Regions from separate parts of the Mus musculus genome. Here regions 1, 2, 3, 5 and 6 are each linked to region 4. A link is a contact called in public HiChIP or PLAC-seq and promoter capture Hi-C data. All regions are on one chromosome and are shown on one strand. Each heading gives the region's core, a stretch centred on a gene start, on an enhancer-like site or on the middle of the called end of the contact. The rest is flanking DNA. Distances are from core to core; before and after follow the strand shown. Region 1 holds the start of Alx3 (aristaless-like homeobox 3). Region 2 holds the start of Lamtor5 (late endosomal/lysosomal adaptor, MAPK and MTOR activator 5). Region 3 holds the start of Kcnc4 (potassium voltage gated channel, Shaw-related subfamily, member 4). Region 4 holds the start of Rap1a (RAS-related protein 1a). Region 5 holds the start of Cym (chymosin). Region 6 holds the start of Csf1 (colony stimulating factor 1 (macrophage)).

Evidence for each region. Promoter capture Hi-C pulls out the DNA fragments that hold promoters and counts their contacts. HiChIP or PLAC-seq counts read pairs in DNA pulled down with a chosen protein or histone mark.
Region 1: a promoter capture Hi-C map of embryonic stem cells shows a contact between it and region 4, with 5 times the contacts expected there. The contact joins the promoter of Alx3 here to the promoter of Rap1a in region 4. A contact is called at or near these places in 1 of 39 promoter capture datasets (embryonic stem cells) and 1 of 115 datasets of contacts at active chromatin or transcription factors (stem cell-derived neural progenitor cells).
Region 2: a promoter capture Hi-C map of pre-B cells shows a contact between it and region 4, with 6 times the contacts expected there. The contact joins the promoter of Lamtor5 here to the promoter of Rap1a in region 4. A contact is called at or near these places in 5 of 39 promoter capture datasets (hippocampal neurons, liver, pre-B cells and 1 more) and 1 of 9 other capture datasets (adipose tissue).
Region 3: a contact with region 4 is called in an H3K27ac HiChIP or PLAC-seq map of embryonic stem cells, with 5 times the contacts expected there. The contact joins the promoter of Kcnc4 here to the promoter of Rap1a in region 4. A contact is called at or near these places in 2 of 39 promoter capture datasets (hippocampal neurons and liver), 1 of 484 Hi-C or Micro-C datasets (embryonic stem cells) and 1 of 115 datasets of contacts at active chromatin or transcription factors (embryonic stem cells).
Region 5: a promoter capture Hi-C map of liver shows a contact between it and region 4, with 3 times the contacts expected there. The contact joins the promoter of Cym here to the promoter of Rap1a in region 4. A contact is called at or near these places in 4 of 39 promoter capture datasets (liver, pre-B cells and stem cell-derived epiblast-like cells).
Region 6: a promoter capture Hi-C map of liver shows a contact between it and region 4, with 2.6 times the contacts expected there. The contact joins the promoter of Csf1 here to the promoter of Rap1a in region 4. A contact is called at or near these places in 2 of 39 promoter capture datasets (both in liver).

Annotation. Positions count from the first base shown.
Region 1 is chr3:107,593,414-107,597,280 of GRCm38.p6, reverse strand. Alx3 (aristaless-like homeobox 3) reads right to left here and starts at 2,250. Exons shown (of 4, transcript NM_007441.3): 1 at 1,829-2,250. The coding sequence starts at 2,105.
Region 2 is chr3:107,277,347-107,281,199 of GRCm38.p6, reverse strand. It overlaps Lamtor5 (late endosomal/lysosomal adaptor, MAPK and MTOR activator 5), which reads right to left and starts at 2,342. Exons shown (of 4, transcript NM_026774.2): 1 at 2,087-2,342; 2 at 1,269-1,330. The coding sequence starts at 2,283.
Region 3 is chr3:107,456,745-107,460,248 of GRCm38.p6, reverse strand. It overlaps Kcnc4 (potassium voltage gated channel, Shaw-related subfamily, member 4), which reads left to right and starts at 1,351. Exons shown (of 4, transcript NM_145922.3): 1 at 1,351-2,048. The coding sequence starts at 1,359.
Region 4 is chr3:105,799,689-105,803,215 of GRCm38.p6, reverse strand. Rap1a (RAS-related protein 1a) reads left to right here and starts at 1,835. Exons shown (of 8, transcript NM_145541.5): 1 at 1,835-1,977.
Region 5 is chr3:107,219,283-107,223,178 of GRCm38.p6, reverse strand. Cym (chymosin) reads left to right here and starts at 1,447. Exons shown (of 9, transcript NM_001111143.1): 1 at 1,447-1,534; 2 at 3,404-3,554. The coding sequence starts at 1,473.
Region 6 is chr3:107,758,351-107,762,307 of GRCm38.p6, reverse strand. Csf1 (colony stimulating factor 1 (macrophage)) reads left to right here and starts at 1,839. Exons shown (of 9, transcript NM_007778.4): 1 at 1,839-2,283. The coding sequence starts at 2,245. All of the region lies in intron 1 of Gm40121 (a long non-coding RNA gene), which reads right to left.

The DNA of each region.
Region 1 (3,867 bases), core at 1,001-3,500, 1.8 Mb before region 4:
GGGCTCGTTCGGCTGCGCCTTCTTTGCGTTTGGCCTGAATCGTTAATTTTCATATACGTGTTCATATTTTGGTGTGCTCTATCCTTTTAGGAAATGCCCTCTTCCTTTCTTCCTTCCTTCCTTCCTTCCTTCCTTCCTTCCTTCCTTCCTTCCTTCCTTCCTTCGTGTTCTCTCTCTCTCTTCTTTTTCTCGTTTACCCGCTTCGTTCGATCTGCTGTTCGCTCTTTTCGTTCGTCTATTTGTCTATTTACTCTTTTTCGTTCCTCTCCCCATCTCACCGACGGACTTGGCTAGTTACCTTTGTTCTTCAGACTGTAATCCGTTGTTTTGTTCAATTTCCCCCTCTCCCCTTGGGCTGATTGCATCCTTTGGCTTTCTTTCGCCTCGTTTCGTTGCGACAACAGACACTGCCCGCCCATTCAATCCCACTCCTTTTCGTAGTGCGATCAGACCCACGGCTGTCCAAGAACCCGAACAGTCGGTGCAAGAGGCTGCGCATCGGCGGGGACACTGGACTGTGGTGGGGTGTTGCGGGGCGCGATCCCAACCCAGACGGGTACCTGTCCCTGGCGGTGCTCTGGGCGCTGCGTGGCTGCCGCCGTCTGGCAGGGATCAGAGGAGCCAGGCCAACTGCTTCTCATTAAGTCCCAACTGTGGTTTTTATCAGGAGAGCCTTTTTCAAACGGCATTAGACACGAAGCTCCGCGGACTTGCTCATTTCCTCCGATGACCCCAACACACCTCCCGGGCCTCCCCTGCACACTCCCGCCACCCGGACGGGACGAAGCCAGGAGCTGCTCGCTGCCCAGCCTCTCTGAGGAGGCCCGCGAGGAGCAGGCGATTGCCGCATTGGCGGATCTCCCGGGATCTAGTTTTGGGTCTAGGCTACGAAATGTGGCTGCATACGAGGGGTGGGCGTGGGTGCTGAGCCACTCGTGGGTCAGCGAGTACAGTGGGCGGCAAAAGAGTCTTGGCAGGCCCTGCCACTCAGGCGCATTCTCAGATAATGGTACGGTCCGACCCGCCTTAGCACACAGGGCACGGTCCCCGGAGTGGGATGCGCCCTGGGATTTAGGATAGTTCGGGACCGCTTCCGACGGCTCAGCGGTGATGATTCGGTGCCGAGATGCCAACTGCAAGAAGGGTAGCCATCCCCGTGGCGACGGGGAGGCCAAGTTAATCTGAGAAACAAGAACATAGTTATTTGATCTTGAAGACAGTCCCAGTTCTGAGGGGGAGCAGCCACCGCCACTCTGCGGAGCGACTTAACGGCATCAGAAAACCTTTTCCTGCAGAGGCTGGGCCCGAGGATGAGAGCTGGGTAAGTCCAGGACACAGCCTTTCCCTCGCTGAGTCCAGTTTGGCCACTAAGTCGAGGCCCAGCCTCTACGCCCTCAGCGGGCGCCATGCACAAAAGCAGAACTCTTCTCTCCCAGCTTTGGGGCCCAGTTAGGCTCCGGGGCCCTCCACCCAGTCCCCTCTTCTGGGTCGGTGGCAGAGAGGCTCGGCTCCGGATGAGCGCGATCTCTCCTCCCAGGTTCAATCACCTTGGGGGTCGGAATGGGCCCAAGATCGTCCCTACTCCACCCTCCTTTGACCTCCCGCCTCCCATTGCCTCTGCCGGCCGGGGACACAGGCGATTCTGCGGTCCCCAATGCCCTGGCCTTGTCCGGCCAGGCCAGCAGCGATCTAGCGAGGGAATCGTGGAAAATGCGAGACGTACCCAAAGTTAAGAAGCAAGAAAGCGGGAGAGTCGGGGAGACCAGGAAGGGCTGGGGATAAGAACGACATGGGGTTCCACCACCACCCCCGACCCCCGGCGTGTTACCTTCCGCGGAGCCCTCGTAGAAGTGGCCGCCGTTGAGCACCGGGCCTGGCCCGAGGTCCTGCAGGTACTTGGCGGGCGGCTTGGCGGGCTCTGGGAGGTAGGGTTCCAGGGGCCCACAGGCCGGGAAGCGGCTCAGGCGCGGACCGCGGGGTGGCGCGGGGTGCAGGTGAGGCGCAGCATCGGGAGTCCCCTGGGGACCCGGAGCCTCGTCCCCCGCGGCCGCGTAAGGACCGGCCGCCGGCCCCACGGAGAAAGGCGCGCAGCGCTCGGGGTCCATGCCGGCTCGGGCTCACAGGCCGCCGGAGCTCCGGGGCTCCCGCTAACCCGCGCGGCCTGTGAGCCAAGGGGGAGGGACCTGGGCTCGGGGGCGCGGAGCCCCCGGGAGCGGCGCGCGCCGCGGGGGGTGGGGGGCAGGAGAGGGGGCCGCGCCTCTGACTTAATGCTGGAACCATCCACGTCACGTGCGGCCCCGTGCGGGTTAACCCCTCGGAGCCCAGGAACACCCCCACCCCACCCCATTCACCCCGAGTCTGGTATCACAAGCAGTTGGAAGAGAAGAGAGGGAAGCTGCTTCCTTTCGAGGGCAGGATCCCTTTTGTCTAGCAGTCGGGTGAGTCCTTGGCTCTGAGCTGCACCCTCAAGTCCTGATATCCATCTTAGTGGCTCTTGGCCCTGGGGAGGTGAAACGGTGAGGGCAGACATCCTCCCCACCCCCGCACCCTCCCCCATCCCTCCTCCAACATTCTCTTTGAGGCCTGATCTGACATCAGTCTGAGAAGAGAGGCCTCTACTGTGGTAGAGTTTCCCCTTCACCTTGCTCGGTTTATTTTTGCTGGTAGCTGGAAAAAAGCAAGGGCATCTCCCTTAGACACTTGTTTTGCCTGGACATCCTAGAGACTGGATGCTGTGGAAACAGCAGGGGGCTTGGGAGCTTGGGCCTCAATACTGTCATTGATTATCTGTGATTTGAACCTCTCACTTAGCGTTTTCAGCTGACTGTGGTCCATCTACATTTGGTGGTGAGTTCCAAAGCCCAGGCAGGCCAAAACAGACAGAGAGATCTCTAGGTTTCACAGTGGTCTGCCCAGGTAGCTTTTTGGGTCAGCTATGGAAGAGCAGAAGGGTCATTGTCCTTCTGAGCAGCATAAACTGAATGTCACTCAGATCCACTGCAAATTAACTGCTTCAGGCTTGCTATTTTAGACATAGCGAGGGTAGGATTGCATCTCCCAAAGGTGAGTCTCCTCGACCCAAAGGAAGCCTAGGATTAGGGTATAGCTTAGCCTTTCTGAAACTGAATAATCCTTACTGTGCCTAAGATCTGGGAAGAAATACCAGAGGTCCTTTGGACCCGAGCTTAAAGATCCCTTAGGTCCGGGTTAAAACATTTATATTTTTAGGACCCCTGGAGATTAGCGAGAGGGGCAGGGAGTCAAACATCATTTGTATTCTATTTGAATTCTCATTTTTAAAAGGAATCTAAGAGGCCTGGTGTGAACACCTCCCTCTTCCGTTGGAGGCTTAGAGGAGGTTTCTTGGCTGTCCTCAGCCAGAGTTGGGCTGTAAATCAAGGCCAAACAGGAACCAGAAGCCTTGCATCTCACAAGGAGTCATTAAGCCATTATTAAACATACCGTAACTTTTCTGAAGCCTTATTGGCTTAAACACCACATTGGAGGCATTATGGCCATTAGGGCCCCTAATCACAGACTGCAGGCTAGGCAGAGATGGGAGCACCTGGGGCTGATATTTCCAGCTAGAGAAGCCTGGCTTAAAATGAGGTTTTCCCCTCTGCCTCTACCAGAGGGGAGTCCACTGGCTCTCAGCTGTGGACACTGCTGAACTGATTATTAATAAAAGGTTTTCCATAATTGTCAATGAGGTAGTGTTGACTGTCTAGAAGGTTGTATCATTTCAGGGCATCTAATCAACAAAGTTACCAAGCAGCTTAATTTGGAGGATGAAAGTATGACACAAGACCAATGCCATCAACAAATTAAACAAGGCAGCTTGGATTAAACACTGGGCCTTTTGCTCTA
Region 2 (3,853 bases), core at 1,093-3,592, 1.5 Mb before region 4:
GGATTGACTATTACTACATAAAAAATCCGTAGGCCAAAGTGCAGCCCGGAAATCTATTGGAAATAGCAACTTCGCACCTTGAAGGTTTTACTTAGTTTTTTTTTTTCCTCCACATTTGCATTTAAAGAGTTTTCATTAGTAACTTGGCAAATGCTTCAAAAAAATTTACCTTTGTTCCAAATGGCTGCTTTTTGTATAAGACATAACTATATTACTTTTGTCAGGTATCATACCAGCAAAAGATCAGAGCTCTAAAAAACCTGCATCAGTTATAAGGATTCTTGGGTTTACTAGTTTCTGACATTAATTAACTTTAGCTATTTACCTTTCTGGACTTAGTTCCTTATCTGTAATTGCTACAATTTATTGAACACCACACAAACACATCTTGGTTCTGTACTGGGTGTTTTAAGCTTTGGAGCCAGCTTTAAAAACATCCTATCTCAACCATTCATTAGGTGTTTGACCCTGGGCAAGGTACTTTTAAGCTTGCTAAATTTCTTGACCATAAAGGGCTTTGGTGGGGGGGGGGGGGCAGGAAGGGGGGTTATGTACGTTTTATAATGAAAACACTAAGAATAGTGCCTGGCTGGGCATGGTGATGCACACCTTTGTTCCCAGCATTCAAGGGATAGAGGCAGGCAGATCTCTGTGAGTTACAGGCCAGCATGGTCTACAAAGTTTGTTCCAGGACAGCCAGGGCCACGTAGAATAAGTTTTTAAAAAAAAATGTCTTAAGACAACACACACATAATGTATGTATGAAATAAAATAACCCAATGAAGAAACTGAAGCCCCAAGAGGCTCCTTCTGTTCGGCACTCATGTTGCTAGCAGACAGCATCGGAGAATGGGGTTGAAGTCAGACGTGTCTAACTAGGAAATCCCTATTTTTACTGACAATAACTTACTGTTGAGAGTGGCTGGACTAGCAGCCAGCATCATCCATTTTCAGGGTTATTGAGGCAATTAAGGAAATAGTGTAGCCTGACTGTGCCTGCACAGGGAATGCATTCAGTAAAGATGTCCTTATCTAAAGCCCTTTTCTAGACCACTTAAAATTTATTCAAAACCATTTTAGTAGGAACAGTTGTAGAACTGGGAGGAACATTTCTGCCTTTAAAATGCAACTGAAAGGCTTCAACCATCTACTCTTACTTGGAGATAGTCTCTATGCCCTAAAGGTAACAGGAATAAAAGCTAGAAAATAGTAGCAGTGTAAGTTAAGGCTCTCAGAACTTCAAAGGGAGGCTGGTAGGAGACACTTACAGCCCAGATTAAGTCCTTGTGAATCTGTGCATAGGACTCCAACAATGGATGGATTCTTCATTCTAATTTTGGGAGCACAAGAAAGATGAACCAGATGATGTGAAGAAAATATTTCAAATTACTGTAGTAAAACAGATTTTCTATGCACCGAGTATTAAGCACTTCAAATCAGCCCTTAAATTTTTTCGCCCCCTTTCAGAGGACAAACTGTGAGTTGTTTAAATAAACAAAACAAAACCCAAACCATTTTCTCAGGCACCTCTGCTTCACAAAGACACAAACAAGGCAGTTATCTTTAGGGCTCTGTCCTTGGTATAGAAGCATGCTCTAGGACTGCAACTCCTGAAGACAACTGTTAAATCTCAGTAACGGGAATTGCTCCTGGAGGGGATTAAGAAGCTCAAGGAGGAGGTGTCTTCTTGTAAGCCACTTTACACCTCCCAATTTTAAATTTTACAGAGATAGCTGAAAAACTTTACGGATATATTTACTTCACAAGCGCTGAGCAACTGACGGGCCACAAACGCGGGAAGATGTGCGTGAAAGTGCTTTGGCACTGCGGGGGCTCGATTTAGCACACCCGGGGCATCCTTCCCCAAACTTAATCCGTTTCCCAAACTTCTCAAGAGCTACTCGATTCTGCGAACACGCCTAACGAAACTTTACTACCCAGTAACGAGCGGCCCGGCCGTAGGCAGAAGTCACCCGCTCGCCGCCCCGAGTGCCCCAAACGCTTCCGCAGACACTCGCGGTCCATGCCGCTGTCCCATTCCAGCTCCCCTGTCCGGAGCCCAGGACCGGCCGCACGCACTACTCACGTGTCCTCCAAATGCTGCTCCAAAGTCGCCTCCATCCCGCAGGCTGTCCGCCCCAGGCCAGGACCCCGCAGCAAAACACTTCCTCCTTCACCGCAAACCTCGATCACGTGACTTGACCGAGGCGGGCGCCTGGACGGCGTCTCCAGAGGGACGAAATTCAGCGCGGCGCCGCGTCCGCGCTCTTTACGAAAAGGCATAGCTACTACCACAGGACCAGTGATGGCTGGCTTTCGATTGGGGGTGCTGGGCCTTCAAAGCAATCTGTAGTCGGGCCTCAGGGCCTTTTCCTGACCTAGCACTTGGACTTAGTGATTTTTAACCTTTGGATTTGGTTCAAGCAATTTCCAGTCCTAACCAGACGTAGACCTGGTTTAAATTTTAAAGTAACCAGCAGGTCTGGCATGGTCTCATCTATGCAATAGGCCAATCGCTAAGAAGACAGTGCTCAGTTTCTGACCCTAGGTCAAGAGGCTGAGGTGTATACTTTACCTATCAAAGCAGAACTGGCCTCCAGGTTCTGCATCCCTCAGTTCCCACCTGGCATACCTTGCCCCCAACCCTGAACTTTCCAGCCCAGGGGCTGGGCTGCCCTTCCCTTTCTATAGGGCTCCTTTCTATAGAATCCAGACATTTTGGTCTCCTTCTCCTTTTCTCTCTCTGCACACATTCCCCCTTCTCTCTTTCTTCCTTCCTTTCCCAGGAAACTTCGCTGGCCTTGGTCCTTGGGGCCAGTGAACTCACCCACCGGCTGGCAGCTTCCCAATAAACCTGCCTTTAACATCATCTACTCTGGTTTAAATTGATTCATTTCACCAACATCGGAGGAGAAGTAACCTATCACACAGGGCCGATGGGGAGGGGTGCACACACGGGACTAAAGGAAGAGATGGCACACGTTGAAACCCCAAACTGCGTGCTGGGAAAGTGTCAGAATCTTAACATTGGTACCTTCTTTGTTCTCGTAGGTTGGCCTCGAATTCTCCCACCTTTGTCCTGTGATTTACTGCCATGTGCCATATTTAATTTGCATTGATACTTCTAATAGCTAGGTCATGGGAAGTTTTAGGGGGAAGAAATTAGGTTTAAGTTTTAGGTGTTAGTGAAGACCGTGTATTATTACTTTAAAATAACTGAGCTTTAAAATTTTTATTCCCTTTTCTGTTTTAGAGACAGTATCTCATATACCCCTCATTGCCCTCAAATTTGCAGTGTGTCCGAGGCTGGCCTTGAAGTATTGATCTCTCTGCTTTTACTTCCCAAGTGCTGGGATTACACCAACATGCCTGGGTTTAAAAACTTTAGAATAAACTAACCACTCATAGTCCTACTGTGAAGAGATGATAGTTTGATAAGGATATTTTGGAGACTATCTTTTCCATATGGCTATCTTTGCAAATGTATTATTTGAATTTTTTTTGTTTTTTGTTTTTTGTTTTTTTTTTTTTTTTGTTTTTCGAGACAGGGTTTCTCTGTGTAGCCCTGGCTGTCCTGGAACTCACTCTGTAGAGAAATGTTTTTTAAAAGCAAAATCAATATACATACTATATATACAATTCTGAATTATGTAGCAGGGATTCTTCACAGAATTTATTATAAATACCTTTTCAGGACAGTAAGTTTTTATTTACTTTGTTTGTAATAGTTGCAAAACACACCAACTTTGTTATCATAGCTACACCTAAAGTGAACTTACTGTTCATTAGTGACCAATTAAGTTGCTCTTGTGTCCCCTCCCTACCCTCTGTCCTGGTGGTACCAGGTTCTGTG
Region 3 (3,504 bases), core at 102-2,601, 1.7 Mb before region 4:
ATGCGCGGATGAAGGCTGAGCTCTGCTGCCCGAGCTCCGCAACGCCCCAGGTCGGCCTTGCGCCTCGCAGCGCCGCGCCCACCCCGCCCCGCGGAGGGTGCGCCCTGGTCAGGCGAGGCCGAGAGGAAAAGGCGCCACTTGGAGCGTCGCATCCTCTGTCATCGCGGGAGGGAGTCGCAGAGCCCTTTGAGCCCCATTCCTCTGGCGCCCAGGCGCTCCCTTCCCTAGACCACCTCGCGCCCGCCCCTAGCAGGGAGCCAAGGCCGGCGCCCCGCCCGGAGATGGGCAGACGCGCAGATGGCGCGGCTCCCGGCGGCGCCAGATCTCAGGAACCCGGCGCCGGGGCGCTGCGCTGAGGCTCCCTCTTGGCGCGGCCCAGGAAGCCTGCAGGTGTCCTTGGCCATTCGGCCACCGCCCGGGACACTCCGCCAGCACCCGGTGCCTGGCTCTTCAGAGCAGCCCCGCCCTCCAGGCTCTGCGCCGCGCAGGACGCCCCGTCTGAACCCCCCCTCGTCCCGGCGCGGCCCCCGCAGCGCTGCATCCAGCCCGGCGCAGCTCCCGGCCACGGACGCAGGACCCAGGCTCGCTGCTGCGGGCGCGCTTGTTTTCCTGCCGCCTGGTCCTGAGCAACCCCCACCCGCTGGTCCGTCTCGCTCGACTCAACCCCGCCCGCCATCGGTGCTCCGCGCTGGATTTATGAATGGGGGGAACGGGCCACATGCCCGCCACCGCCGCCTCGAGTTGACCGCACACTGCCCGGCCCCGCAGAGCTCTGGCTACCGTAGGAGCATCCGCCCGGCCCCGGTAGCCGCTCCGAGGACTTGTTGCTGTTACGCTGCTGCCTCCGCCGCTGCCGCCGCCCGGAGAAACCCTGCCGCCTTCGGGCTCGCCGCGTTCTAGGAGCCAAAGGGTGGCCCGTGTGAGTGTGAGCGCGCGCGCCGCGGACCCTCGCAGTGCTCTGGGACTGTGCGCTTCTCTGCCTTTCTGGGGTCGGGGGGGCGTGTCCCCGGCCCAGAGCATCCTTGTGCTTGCCCCTACCTCCTGGGACCCCGGACCCTTTGGTTTGAGTCCTCGACCCAGGTCTTCACCTCCTGCCTCCACTAGGTTCTGCCTGCCTAAATCCCAACCACCTGTGCACCACAGAAAGCCAACTCTTCCTGCTCCGCGCCCCGGGGGGGTTGGGGGGGAGGCAGGGGCAGAGCCACTCCGCAGAAGGGGCCGCTACCACCTCCTGCCTCCTCCTCCTCCTCCACCTCCTCCTTGTCGTCTCCTCCCCCTCCCCGTTCTGACGCTGCCTCCTTGGGAAGGGTGTTTGGAGGGCAGCGGCCGCCCCAAGCCGGAGCCCCGCAGCGCTTCTTATGATCAGCTCGGTGTGTGTCTCCTCCTACCGCGGGCGCAAGTCGGGGAACAAGCCTCCGTCCAAAACATGTCTGAAGGAGGAGATGGCCAAGGGCGAGGCGTCGGAGAAGATCATCATCAACGTGGGCGGCACGCGACATGAGACCTACCGCAGCACCCTGCGCACCCTACCGGGCACCCGCCTTGCCTGGTTGGCGGATCCCGACGGCGGGGGTCGGCCAGAGTCGGATGGCGGCGGTGCAGGCAGCAGCGGCAGCAGCGGCGGCGGCGGCGGCGGCGGGGGCTGTGAGTTCTTCTTTGATCGGCACCCGGGTGTTTTTGCCTATGTGCTCAACTACTACCGTACGGGCAAGCTGCATTGCCCCGCAGACGTCTGTGGGCCTCTCTTTGAGGAAGAGCTCACCTTCTGGGGTATCGATGAAACAGATGTGGAACCCTGCTGCTGGATGACCTACCGGCAGCACCGCGATGCTGAGGAGGCACTGGACATCTTCGAGAGCCCGGACGGGGGCGGGGGTGGCGCAGGGCCAGGCGACGAGGCTGGCGACGATGAGCGGGAGTTGGCCTTGCAGCGCCTGGGCCCCCATGAAGGAGGCTCTGGCCCTGGTGCTGGGTCCGGAGGGTGCCGTGGCTGGCAGCCCCGAATGTGGGCGCTCTTCGAGGATCCCTACTCATCCCGGGCGGCCAGGGTGAGTGGCAGAAGCCAGGATCTCCCCATCTCCGTGCCCAAGGGTTTCTTGGTGTTAGTGTTGGTAGGTCAGATGGGGAGGGGGTTGGAAGGAGACTGACGTACCTGGCAGACGATAACTACCTGCCTCCTAACACCCACCCTCCTTGGTCTCCTGCATGCTCCATCAGGAAATTGCACACACTTAACTTACTACTTGGACCTGATCCGAGCTGTCTGCTCTGGCACATGCCCCTCAGTGAGTGGCAAGCCTTCAACTTGAGCATTTCTCACTCCTTTTTGATCAGCACAATTGCCCTCCACAGGACCACAAAGTCCTGGAGAGCTTAAACTTGGCCTTTTTCAGGGGTGAGGCCGGATCAAGAGAAGGAACCGTGGATTATGTAGGACACTTAACCTGTTTCTATCCTGCCAGCAGCTCTGTATGCAGGCGCCTATGGATTTCAGAAAAGGGGGGGGGGGCATAGTTTCTAGAATACCTGTCTCATAAAGGACAGAGATTCCCCAGAACACAGGCCCCCTCTCCTGAGAGAGGGCATTTTCTCCTAGGAGCAGGCCATGTCCCAAGGCTTTCTGTACCTCAGTCACAGCCTGGCTGCTGCTGACAGGAGAGAGAAGTAGACAGGAAAAGCCTCCCACTTTAGGATCCCAGGACAGTGGCCGGCCACAAGCTTCCTGGTGATGATACCAGATTTGTCACTGCTCTTTTGTTTCTGCTGCAGCACAAAGTGGCTTCCCAGAAAGCCCTGGTTCAGGTTACACTGGAGATGAACGTGTGCAGAGCAGGGGAAACAGGTTGATTTAGACAAGACCTAGTGTGTGTCCTGAAGGTAGGAGGGGGCCCTAGAAAGGTATGTATCTATTCACTCACTTCATTCTCCCCTGGCAGCTAAAACCCCGAAGAAGGCTTTAGACTTTAAAAATAGAAAAGCCTGGAGGTTGGTATCTAATCTCATAGCCTTCACCTAAAACCTGTCTGGGAGACAAGGAAAAAAAGAAAAAGAGAAAAGCAGTGTGTTTGCTGTGTCTGGGGTATGCTCAGTGTGTTTGCTGTGTCTGGGGTATGCTTCTGGAAGCCGAGGCTGGATTGATTGATTCCTTTGGCACCCCAAGTTGTCATGCTAATGAGTCTCAAAGCCTTTCTCACTACCTCTCTTTAACACCCCATGGGCTGGTCCTCACCCTAATCATGGGAGGAAAAGTTCCACTTCCTACCCAGGGGAGAGCTCAGTGTTGAAGATTGCAGCTAAAGGGATGGGTTAGTCTGGTGTAAATACCAAGCCAAGGTAATGCATCTCCTACCTGGAAGAGAAAGGGGGTAGAGGTCTTAGCAAGAGGTTCCCTGCAGGACGAGGGCTTGAGGTAGCCACTGTAAGTCTGATTTCCAAGCCCCTGTCTATCTCCGCTGCTTTGTTTTGTGGCTTTGTCATCCTAAAATCAGCTAGGAAGGCAGGAAC
Region 4 (3,527 bases), core at 586-3,085:
ACTCTCCTGTCCTTGTTCACATTTAAGGCCAACTGCTTCAGCACCGTGCTAGGACTTGTTGCTTCTTGGTTCCCATGGTTTCTCTAGGTGTCTCCTCTTGTCTCTGCACCGGAACTTTATTTTTCACTCTTAACACCACAAGGAAGTAACTCAGCTTTAAAATCCTGTCCCTGGATCCCCACACCATTCCCACTACTGACTGTTGCTAGGCTCAGCCAGCTCCTGGCTGTCTTCCTCGCCTCTCTTTCATTCTCTCAACACACCCCAATCAGACATTTCTCCATGTGATAACACTGGAAGGGTTTTCATTAAGCTTCTCAACAAACTTCAGGCCAAACTTGGTCAGTGGTTAAATTCCCAACTCTTGACTGAGGATGAGGCTCAGTGGCAGTTTGTCTAGCATGAACCAATCAGGGTGGCGGGGATGGGGACTGTGGGGTGGGGGTGAGGCAGAGATTGAGATTCAATTGTCTTCTTAGCTATTTCAGCAGTAGGCAAGGGAACTGACTGATCACTCCCTCTTTTCTAAAACAACTCCCTAACAACTTCCTTCCTTCCAAGGGGTTCCTCTAACCTGACTGTCAACTCTGCTTATCTTTAACCTCTAAGTTTCTCTTGGTCCTCTCTTCCAGTTACTCCCCATCCCTAAGAGAGTTTATGTAGACCGGAGGGTCAAATCATCTACATCCTGATGGATCTCAAATTTATATCTCAGACTCATCACCACTGAACTTTCTCCATCCCCCATAAAACTGAACTCTCAATTTCTTTGGTCCCAGCTTTGTTCTTACCCTATCTTCTCTCTTATTAAATGATATCAGTCAGCAGGCCCCCAACCTAAGATTCATTCCTAATTGTTTCGTTCGACCCTCTGCTTTCTCAAGTCTAAATCTATTAAAATAGGTTTAATAAAGCTAAAATAAACAAAATCTAAAATAAAATAACCACTCTTGGCCAATTGGACGAGAATAGCCACCTTAGACTTCCCCTGTGAACATTCGTGCTTCAGTTGGATATTTTACATACACAGTGAGACTCACTCCAGTTCCCGATGGGCCTGAAACTCATTGTGTAGTCCAGGCTAACCTCAAACTCGTGGCAATTCTGTTCCTGTTTTCAAAATGCTGGGATTCCAGGAGTAAACCACCACGCCCTGCATAAAGTTAACCTTTAAAAACATGAACTAGATATAGTTGTTTCTGGGCCCACCCTCTCCTCGGGGCTTCCTGTTGTCATTACAATGGCCCAAAGGCTCCACCGGGTCTGGTCGTTTGTCCAGATCTTGGCGCCTCAGTACTCTTTGGCCATAGACTCTACTTATCTATCCATCCTTTCGCTTGCATTTTGCTAGTTGTGAAATATGGAAGACACACCCCACCTCGGGGTTTGTGGCTGATTTCCTCTCAACCCAGGAAGGTATTCTTCTCATCCAGCCTCTTTTGGATAGGCTCGTTTCTTCATAGCACGAACAAAAGCATGCAAAGCCCTCCCTGGTGACCTGTGAATTTTGCTACTCTTTTTGTTGTTCGTGTTCCCTCTCCTGGGTCACGAGGATGAGAGCTCTATAAGTGACTTTCCCTATGTATGCCTAGGCATTGGGGACCTACTAGGCACTCAACTAACAGCTGTCCCATGGTTGCATCCCTTCAAAATTCTCTTTCTGATTTTTTTTTCCCTTCCTCATTTCAATGTTGGCCTTAACCACCTTCTCAAAGGCAAGGCCCCAGTTCCTGTTGGCACACTATGCCCCCCACCCTTTGAAGAACGGCTCCCTTAAATAGATTCCGGACACAGCGGGGAAGGCGGAGACCAGGGCGGGGGGGGCGGGGCCTGCGTGCTGCGTGCGTGCGCGTTCCGGAGGCGCCGCCGCCGCCGCTCCCGAGGCCGCTGCTCCTGCCGCCGCCGTGCAGAGCCCGAGCCCGAGCCGCGGCCGAGAGGAGGGAGGAGGAGGAGGTGGAGGAGGCGCCGGGCCGCGGGGTGAGTACGGGGTGCGAGTGAGGGGCGCGGACTGGCCGCACCTCGGTGGCCTATTCTTAACCGTCCGCGAGTCCGGGGCGGCGGCCGGGGGCCCGGCGGGCGGGAGGGGCCGCGGCTGAAGGCCGGAGCCAGCCACGCCCGCGGACCGAGGCGGCCCGGCGGGGCCTGCGGGACCGGCCGCGAGGGGCGGGCCGCGAGATGGGACGCGTGTCCGCGCCCGCTCGGCTGTCGTCCCCGCGGACGGAGAGGTGCGGTGCCCTCCGCGCGGCCTTTGCCCCGGCCGCCGAGCGCTGACACCTCTGTGTCCCACTCCGCCGCCAGCCCGGGTTCCCGCCCTCCCTGCCCTCTGTATTCTGCCGCTTGCCATGTGTTCGCCTTTGCAGCGTCGCTCTCGACTCTCTGATATCTGCTGCTACCCCTGAATTTTGTCAGGAAAGAGGCCACGGTGTGATTCCGGTCTTCCGCCCACCGAGGGCGTGTGAGGAGTGTGGGGTGGTGGGATTGTAGCTTGTCTCCTTACTCAGAAAGTTAAGGGCAGTGTCTTCTGCTGAGTTGTGTAATTGGCTGTTGTAAGGAGAAGAGCAAGGAAGGACAGTTGTGTCCCCCGCGTCCGCCCCCCCTCCTATCTGAGATTTCCTCACAGGATAGAAAACTAGAGTTGAGGGGACCTTTCATGCCTTGGAAAAAGAGCTACCGCTCAGAAACTGTGAGTGTATTGCCGTTGGGAAAGGAAAATCGTTTTGTCGCTGCTTTGAAGGAAGTACTGTGTAAGAAATGGAATAAAAGGGCAGGAGGTTAATGGGCCAAGCGGGACAGGTACCAACCGCTGTTGTCTGCTTCTTGGGTGGCTGAAGATACTGTTTTTATTAGAGTCAAAGTGTCGACTCTCAGAATTAACCAGGGGAGTTAGCCTTCAGAAGCGGGCGGTTAGAAGAGATGATGCTGGAAACAGGATTTGGAAACTTTCTTTGAGTTTCCTGTCAGAGTGTGTGGGGGTAGATATGCCTGTGAGTACTTTTTTCTTTTGATGTAATTGATTTCTGTAACACTTTGGTAGAGTAAGTACTAGATTAGGTCCCAGACTCTTTCCTGTCTTTATGCTCTTCTGTAACACTTTGTTTCAAAATTAAATTTACATTTTCGGATATTCTTTCTTAGTGTGACTCTTGTTTAGTTTAGTTCCTTGCTACTTCAGGTTCTGTTATGATTGTGTTCGTTAGCAAGGATTATACCTGTCCCAGCATTTGTCGAATGAGTTGAGTGGTCTGTTTACACATCTCTTATCTTTTTGAGAGAAATCTTTATGTTAAATGTTGCATTCCGCTTCCATTATAAAAAATGTCATTCTTAACCATTTCTAGAACATGGTGATGCATATGAACTCTTCCTTTGCCCAGGAAAAACAAAACAGACATTTATCCCCAGAATGTTGTATTCAGCTTCTGGTCTCCTCTAAAGCCACCCATAGACACCGATCTTAAAAGTGAACAGAGATCTCGATGTTATTCAGTTTCATATTAAAACTTTGCAAAAGTGCACACTTTTTGTGG
Region 5 (3,896 bases), core at 198-2,697, 1.4 Mb before region 4:
CTATCCTTCCTCCATAATGGAGATAATGGCCTTGGAGTGTTGGACACTGCAGATGGGACCCACTATACATACTGCAACTGTCTCAAGAGATAGAAGCAGAGTTGCTCTCGCAGTGGAGTGTGAAGATATTTGTTCAAGGTACTTGAGACAATGCCAGGCTACTATAACAGGACTCTCTGAACCTCTGTCTCCTCATCTGCAGCATGTCACACAGGTGTCACCAGCTACTTTCTGATGCTTATCAGAGGCAATGACAAGAACACTCAGTCACACACCTGCTTATTCAAACATCCCCTGAGTACCTCTTGTACATCTTTCTCAGTGCTAAAGTATGGATGGAGATACAGTCCAGACGCAGGGTCATCAACTGCTACTGGGTCTCTGGGCCCTGGCCCATCAGAGCGGCACTGTTAAGTGAAGAAAACAAGAAATAAGCTTCACCACTTAGTATTGATTTTGCCCCTTACTTCTCTGACTTTGGGAGTAGAAGGTGTGGAATGGCAGCTGCGTGTCCTGTGGCCACCTCTCAGGAGCCTGAGAAGCAGCAGTCTCCTGGCAGTCTGAGGACACACCTGGTGGTTTCGTGAAGAGATGTCCACAAAGGAGGGCATTGCCATGGTAGGGATCAGGCCTGACTCCTGTCCTTAAGTCTGTTCAAATACTCCTGTGCCTGGCCTCTTGGGGAACTCTTATAGCCCCCATAAGACAAATGTGTGAAATTTCAGTTGACACTTCTTTCAGAATGGCTGATGTATCCGGATCCCCCACCTGGCTTCAGCTGTTGCATCCTGCCCTGTCCCCACTCCCTGCCCTTGCCAGGCCTTCCTCTCTGTGCAGATGTTTGTCCTGCTAACAGCAGGAAGCTGTTACCATGTTCTCTTGTATATCATACTCCTGAACCTCCTGCCTTCCAATTTGCCCAACTTCTCCTGGCTTCATCCTGATTTTCCAGTTCATAGGCCTGGTACATAATTGTCTCCACAGATACAGTTACAGATACAGGCTTTAGGGTCTTTCCTGTCTCAAATCTCTCTTAGGCCAGAAGGCACAACTATCTGGCTTCTGACCTTGTCTCCAATAGAACACTCAACATATTTGTATGTGTGTTCTCCCTGTACACCCGAGTGGGCCTTCTACATGCAATCTCAGCCTCCCTTCCTCCTGGTAGCAGCCCCACCTGCGTTAGCTCAGAGGTCCCGTTTAGAGGGGGATTTGGGGTAAAGGGGCCCGTGTTGACTTTTCCCAGCTTGAAGGCCTGTGTACCCTTCAACGTTGAAGTCTTTAGAATGGTAGACTTTGTAGTTCTTATCAGTGTGGGTCTTGGGTAGTGAAGGTGCTATCTCACTATGTTTGTGAAGTGGTCTGAAGTTTCGGGTGCCTCTGAAGTTTGGGCATCCAGCCAGAAGGAGCCCCGCTCTATAAAGGCCGAGAGGATGGGTACTAGCTAGAGAGGCCATTTCCTGTGATCCAGAATGAGGCGCTTTGTGCTGCTCCTCGCTGCTCTCGCCATCTCCCAGAGCCATGTGGTCACCAGGTGAATGTTGGACCCTGGGTGGGCAGGGGGACTGTTGCTCTTCCGGCCCTCAGACTCCAGGGGAATTTGCTTTCACTCTTGTCTTTACACACTGAGTGTGACCCCGAGGAGAGGGAGCCAGGCAAGAAGCCTGGGGGATAGGAAAGCATAGTTTCTAGAAAGAAAAACAAAACTACTCAGTGCTCGGTCCCAGCTCTATCACCCTTAGTTTCCTCATCTGCTGTGAAACTAGGGTCTTCACAATGCCCATCTTTTAGGGTTGTTATGAGACTGCGTGAGTTAATATTTGTAAAATGCTTCAAAGAGTACTAGACCTACTGTGAAATCTATATGCGCGCTCATTAAACTAGGTTTCCTGGTGTAAGAACTCCTTTAGAGAGGTCTGAAGGTTCTCTAAAAATAACTAGGGCATCACCTCTCAGGCCGTGGGTTAGATGATTTGCACTTTACAGCTGAGAGCATTGTTCAGGGAGAGTCTCTGTGCTACCCAACACCATGTGGCTAGCGCTGGAGGTTCCAGGGCTCAGCCTGGCTGGACTTGCACTCTTGCTGCCCCCATCCCCATTTCAGGTGCTCATGTGTGTGTTCTGCCAAGGCCTGAACACAGAAAAGACTGCATACCTTCTTGGATTGGATCCTTGAAAAGAGGCTGAGTATCTTTGCTAGTGAGGGCTCTCTGGCAATGAATTTTTCTCAAGTCCAAGGTGTGATGGCAGCTAGATAAGAGACAGAACCGGAGATGAGGATCCTGGGGTGAATTCCAGACAAGGGTGGCCTTTTGACATGAGGTAGCAGCTGCATTCTGATTATAGCTGGCTTTCCTCTGGAAGAAGAGGTTCCTGAAGCCGCTATATGGCACCTATACTTCTGTAATCTCAAGTTGTCTTTTCAACTAGCTCTTAGAGAAAACGATATGATTGCTAGAAGTTTTAGGGACTGTGAGATGCACAAAGTTCTACTTTAATCTATGGGGAGAGAAAATGGTTAAATGGTCAAGTACAGAATAAAACAGTGTTGGAAAGGAAGGATTAGCCCTATTGTATAAGAAGAAACTGAAGATAAAGGCATTAAATCCCCTAAAGTGAAGATCCCAGGGCCCCAGCAGCCTCCCACTGGATGTGCAGAGGACTTGGAGAATCTCCTGGGGGAGCTCAGGGCACTGTGGCAGATTTCACGTTGCCAAGGAACACAGCAGAGCCAGGTCGAGAACTGTTTTTTTTTTTTTTTTTTTCCTGCAGTTTTCTCTCTTGATCTTTTCTTCCCCAGTTGAATTGCCTTTATTATCCCAAACCTAAGCTGGGCCAAGAGGTCCAGTTTGGTGTCCTGCTCATGCTGAGGAAGTCCTGAAGAATTTCCAGCCACTTTAGTGAAAACACTACTCAGAGAAAAGCAATTGGCAAAAGGTGGTATCACTGCCGGAAGCAGGTACCACTGTGTAGGAGACATCACTGTCTCTGCATAGACAGGTCCTTCTCACGGTGTGACCTCTGTGCTTTGGACAGTTTCTGGCACACAGTAAGGTCACAGGGAGGATTTAGTGACCGAGTAAGTGACAGTGTTCTTAGTATCTTTCAAACCAGGAGTAACAAAACTTATCACTTAAGGTGTCATAAAACAAATGTAGCGAGTCTCTACCACACTGAAAAAGAAAAGTAACAAGAAATACCAGAGTGTAGTAGTTAATGACACTAGACAGTGATCTGTAAAGCAACATAGAATCTATTATTTTACTTTGGCTTATGATTTTTAAAGTTGGAAAGTCACTGACGATGCCAGTGGATTGCCAGCCAGAGGCTGAGCTGGGAGCGAGTGTGGAGATGGTTCATAGAGCCCAGTCTTCCTTATTGTGATTTTACCCCATCTCCTCAGGATCCCCCTGCACAAAGGGAAGTCTCTGAGGAACACCCTGAAGGAGCAAGGACTGCTGGAGGACTTTCTGAGCAGACAGCAGTACGAGTTCAGTGAGAAGAACTCCCGCATCGGGGTGGTGGCCAGTGAGCCTCTGATCAACTATCTAGATGTGAGTGTCTCGGCAGACCTTCTCAGGCACAGATTCTAATGTTCCCAGGCTCCTGCCTTGCCAGAGCATTCCTTCTTCCAGGAATGGTGGAGCCTGTGGGGCATGGAGGCCATTTTCTTGCCATCAAGGAAGCTCTATCACGGGTCAGCAGAACCAGCAAAGGCAGCCCTCTGGTCTTCAGGGCTCCAAATGCCTTGCTGGATGGGTCTGAGTTCAGATGATCTTCAGCATTCAGTGTGCTTCCCTGGATCAGGGGGAGCAAGTCTTAGTGTGTGGCCATCAGATCTGGAGACAGCAGGTGCCTGGTCTTCAGCTTCTAAGGCATGGGCTCTACTTTTCTCT
Region 6 (3,957 bases), core at 590-3,089, 2.0 Mb before region 4:
TCCAGTGGCTCACATCTGAGTAGGGGGCCATATTATCACGGTCACTGTTACACTGGCCTGTAGTTAGCAGTGAATGTCTGTCAAGTGACTCATCCATTCCAACTGCCCAGTTAATTTAATTCCTATTATGTGCTATGTCTATCAGTTCGGAGTGAAGTGAAATGGGGTGCTACCCAGAGGAAGCCTCCCAGCTCAGGGTGCAGGTCAAACGTAATCACTACTCTCACTAGTATTCAGTGGTTCTAAACGTAATTACTACTATCACTAGTATTCAGTGATTCTAAACGTAATCACTACTATCACTAGTATTCAGTGGTTCTAAACGTAATCACTACTCTCACTAGTATTCAGTGGTTCTAAACGTAATCACTACTATCACTAGTATTCAGTGGTTCTAAACGTAATCACTACTATCACTAGTATTCAGTGATTCTAAACGTAATCACTACTATCACTAGTATTCAGTGATTCTAAACGTAATAACTACTATCACTAGTATTCAGTGGTTCTAAACGTAATCACTACTATCACTAGTATTCAGTGATTCTAAACGTAATCACTACTATCACTAGTATTCAGTGGTTCTAAACCTTCTCAATGCTGAGACCTTTCAATACAGTTCCTCATGTTGTGGTGGCGCCCCAACCACAAAATTATTCCATTGCTACTTCACAAGTGTAATTTTGCTACTGTTATGAATCATAATGTAAAGCATATGATATGCAGGATATCTGACTTGTGACCCCCCAAAGAGGTTGCCACCCACAAGTTGAGAACCACCAGTTTAAAATAATGTAGAGAATGAATGAATGAATGAATGAATGCCAACTTAACTGGGAGGAATGGGTTGCGTCCAGTGGGAACACAGAAAGAAGGAATTATCCATCAGCCTGAAGCATCCCAGAAGGCTTTGCAAGACAAGGATAAGATGTGATTATAACCTTAAAAGGTGAGACATTCACCTTAAGATGGATGGGGGAAAGGAAGACTTCATGTCCGAGGAAGCAGCCTGAGCAAAGGTTTATGAGGGACGTTGTTGCTCTGAGCTAGGTAGTGCAAGGAAATGGAGGACACGTGACAAAAGTGCCCCTTTGAGACCAGACCACTCATCTGGGCATGACGGGATTGAAACACATTGAATCAGGATAAATGGAAGGAAGAAAAAGATCCTGACGTTGGCAATATAATTAATAGGCTCCTCTTGATAGGTTAATCTAGATCCATTCTCATGTAAAGACAAAATGTGATTGCACAAATGCATTTCCAACAGAGTTGAGGGAAATCTAGAGTCCAGGCACACCAACCTTTCCACATAAGCTGGGTTTGGCAGCCCAGGAGCAGGGGGCCAGCCAGTGCTTTCAGGTTAAGCACCTGAAGTGTCTCCTGGCAGAGTGCAGAAACACCCAGCTAGTTGTCACAGGACCAAGTCCTTCCTCTCCTACCCAGGTAGCTGGATGCTCCCCACTTCTCCCTACAGCCAGGGGAGAGGATAGTATAGTAGTATAGTAGATTCTTTGAACAATGCATAGGAGGGAGCAAGCCAATCTGCAAACCTGCTGCCCTGGGTTCCATGAGGGACTTGAATGGAGCTGCAGCAGAGAGGCGTTGGTCCATCCCCATTCAAGTCCTGTTCAATGTACTCTGTCCGTTTCCTGCTCAGATTTGAGGATTTTCGGGCCTTGAGGGAAAGTCCCTAGGGGCCAGCATTAGACCGAGAACAATCACACGAGATTGACAAGAGTGGCGAGCACAGAAGGAAAGGCAGTGTCTTGTCCAGAGCTCGAGAAGGGCGGGGGAGGGCGGTGGAGCCCGGGTTACTTTGAGGAGGCTGCACAGCCACAGAGCGACGGGGAAGAGAGCTAGCGGGGACGACCAGGCGGCCCGCTTGGGGGAAGGGAGTCGGCGGCTCAGTGGGCCTCTGGGGTGTAGTATGTGTCAGTGCCTGTGAGTGTGTTTGTGTGTGTGTATGTCTGTGTGTGTCTGGCGGAGAGCCAGGGTGATTTCCCATAAACCACATGCCCCGCCAGCCCGCCCGCTTAAAAGGCTGTGCCGAGGGCTGGCCAGCGAAGCTCGGCCAGGGGAAAGTGAAAGTTTGCCTCGGTGCTCTCGGTGTCGCTGCGGCTCTCTGCATCCCAGGACAGCGGCGTGGCCCTCGACCGGGGCGCGGGCTCTTCAGCCACTAGCGAGCAAGGGAGCGAGCGAACCAGGGCGGCCAACACGCCGTGCCGGGACCCAGCTGCCCGTATGACCGCGCGGGGCGCCGCGGGGCGCTGCCCTTCTTCGGTAAGCTGCAACCGTGGCGCGCGGGGCCCGGGCCGGGCTGGGGCAGGAGCTCTGCAGCAAGCAGCAGGCGGCTCTGCGGGGCCACTTGGAGCGGACAGCCCCTTCTCGCCAGCTGCCCAGGCTTCTCGGCCCTGGGTTCTGGCTTCCTTACTGCTTCTAAGCTACGGCTGAGGCCCGCGGTATTTCAATAGCTGCTCCTGGGGCTGCAGCGCTTTGCGAGGTAAAGAGAAGGCTGCTCATCCCATTGCACGGAGGAGAACACTGAGCTACCCACAGGCTGGAGAGAGAGATGGGGGTCTGGGGGGGGGGGGTATCGCAGGGATTGGCACAGGCCCAATGTCTGCCAGAATGGTCAACCAGGTCTCCAGGTTCCGAGTGACACAAGATCCGAGTGTGGCATCATCCCCAGTAGATATCTTTCTTTGGTTGTTGCACATGTTTTAGGCCCCAGTTGGGAGTGGGCCTTCAGGGTAGGGAAAATTCAGGCTCACTCAGCTTTACACCAGGACCTGTGCTGAGCAACCTGTTGGCAGAGAGAGAGAGAGAGAGAGAGAGAGAGAGAGAGAGATGGGCATGCTGCTACTTGTTCAATGGATGTGTAGGAACTATTAGGGACTTGGGTGGCTCTTTGAGGGGAGCTGGACCCGAATCTTTTCTTGAAGAAAATGAGATGGGGCTATTCTAGACTCTGCGGCTGACTGAGGAAAGAAAGTGCAAGGAGAGTTCAGAGCTGCAGCTGATAATGGGCTGCTCAGAAGCTGTCTCCAGTAATGGCAGCAGATGATAGCATGGCTCTTACAGAGTGAAGGATGGTACTTTCAATCCACAGCAAGTGGGTTTGCTTCAGAAGAGAATGAGAGGGAAAACCTGGAGGGTAGGAACCGAACTTGTGATGGGCAGCGCGTTGCAGGTGTCTGGGAGGAGAGAAAAGTAGAACAGCAGAGAGAGGGGCTCAGTGAGAGGCAGAAGGTGGGGTTAGGAGGAGGGGAAGGGAGGAAGTTATCCCACATGCAACAAGCATAAAGAGAGAAGAGGGAAGAAAAGAAAGACTACAAGGAGACATAAGAGGAAAGAGAGGAGGCCGAGGTTCAGCCAGGCAGTCAGGCCGGGTCTCTGTCTGCAGACTGTACTGATTGGAAAATGGAACATGATGTCTTGAAGTGCTCAGAGACTGCCGCAGTTTCCAGGCTGCTCTCATAGTCAGAGGCTGAGGCAGTGGGTGGGAGGAAGAAGCAAGCCAGGAAGAGCCTGTCCAGCCAGATGCAGGCTAGAGTATTAACCCTTGGGTGTCCATCTGTATCCCTGTCTATGGCAGCATTGGGGTTACAGAGCCAGATCCAGGAGTGGCTGGTCATCTTTGAAGCCAGCAGCTGTGCATTATTTCTGTGCATGCTTGAAATGCCACCAAAAGCCAGGTAGCCCTGAAGTAATGTCTTTATCTTGCTATCTCCAAACATCAATGGCTTGAAATTCCTGGGTTGAGATATTTCTGAACATCTCCATTCCCGGGTCCTTTCCTTCATACCATACACACATGGACTGACAGGCTGAGTGATACCAGCCTGGGCCAGAGTCATCTTCTGCAGTCATTTCCTTTAACAGGTTCTGAGACTGGGGTTCAGGAGACCCGGGCTGCCACTCCCACTCAGGACTAACTTTCCAATTGCCCAACCA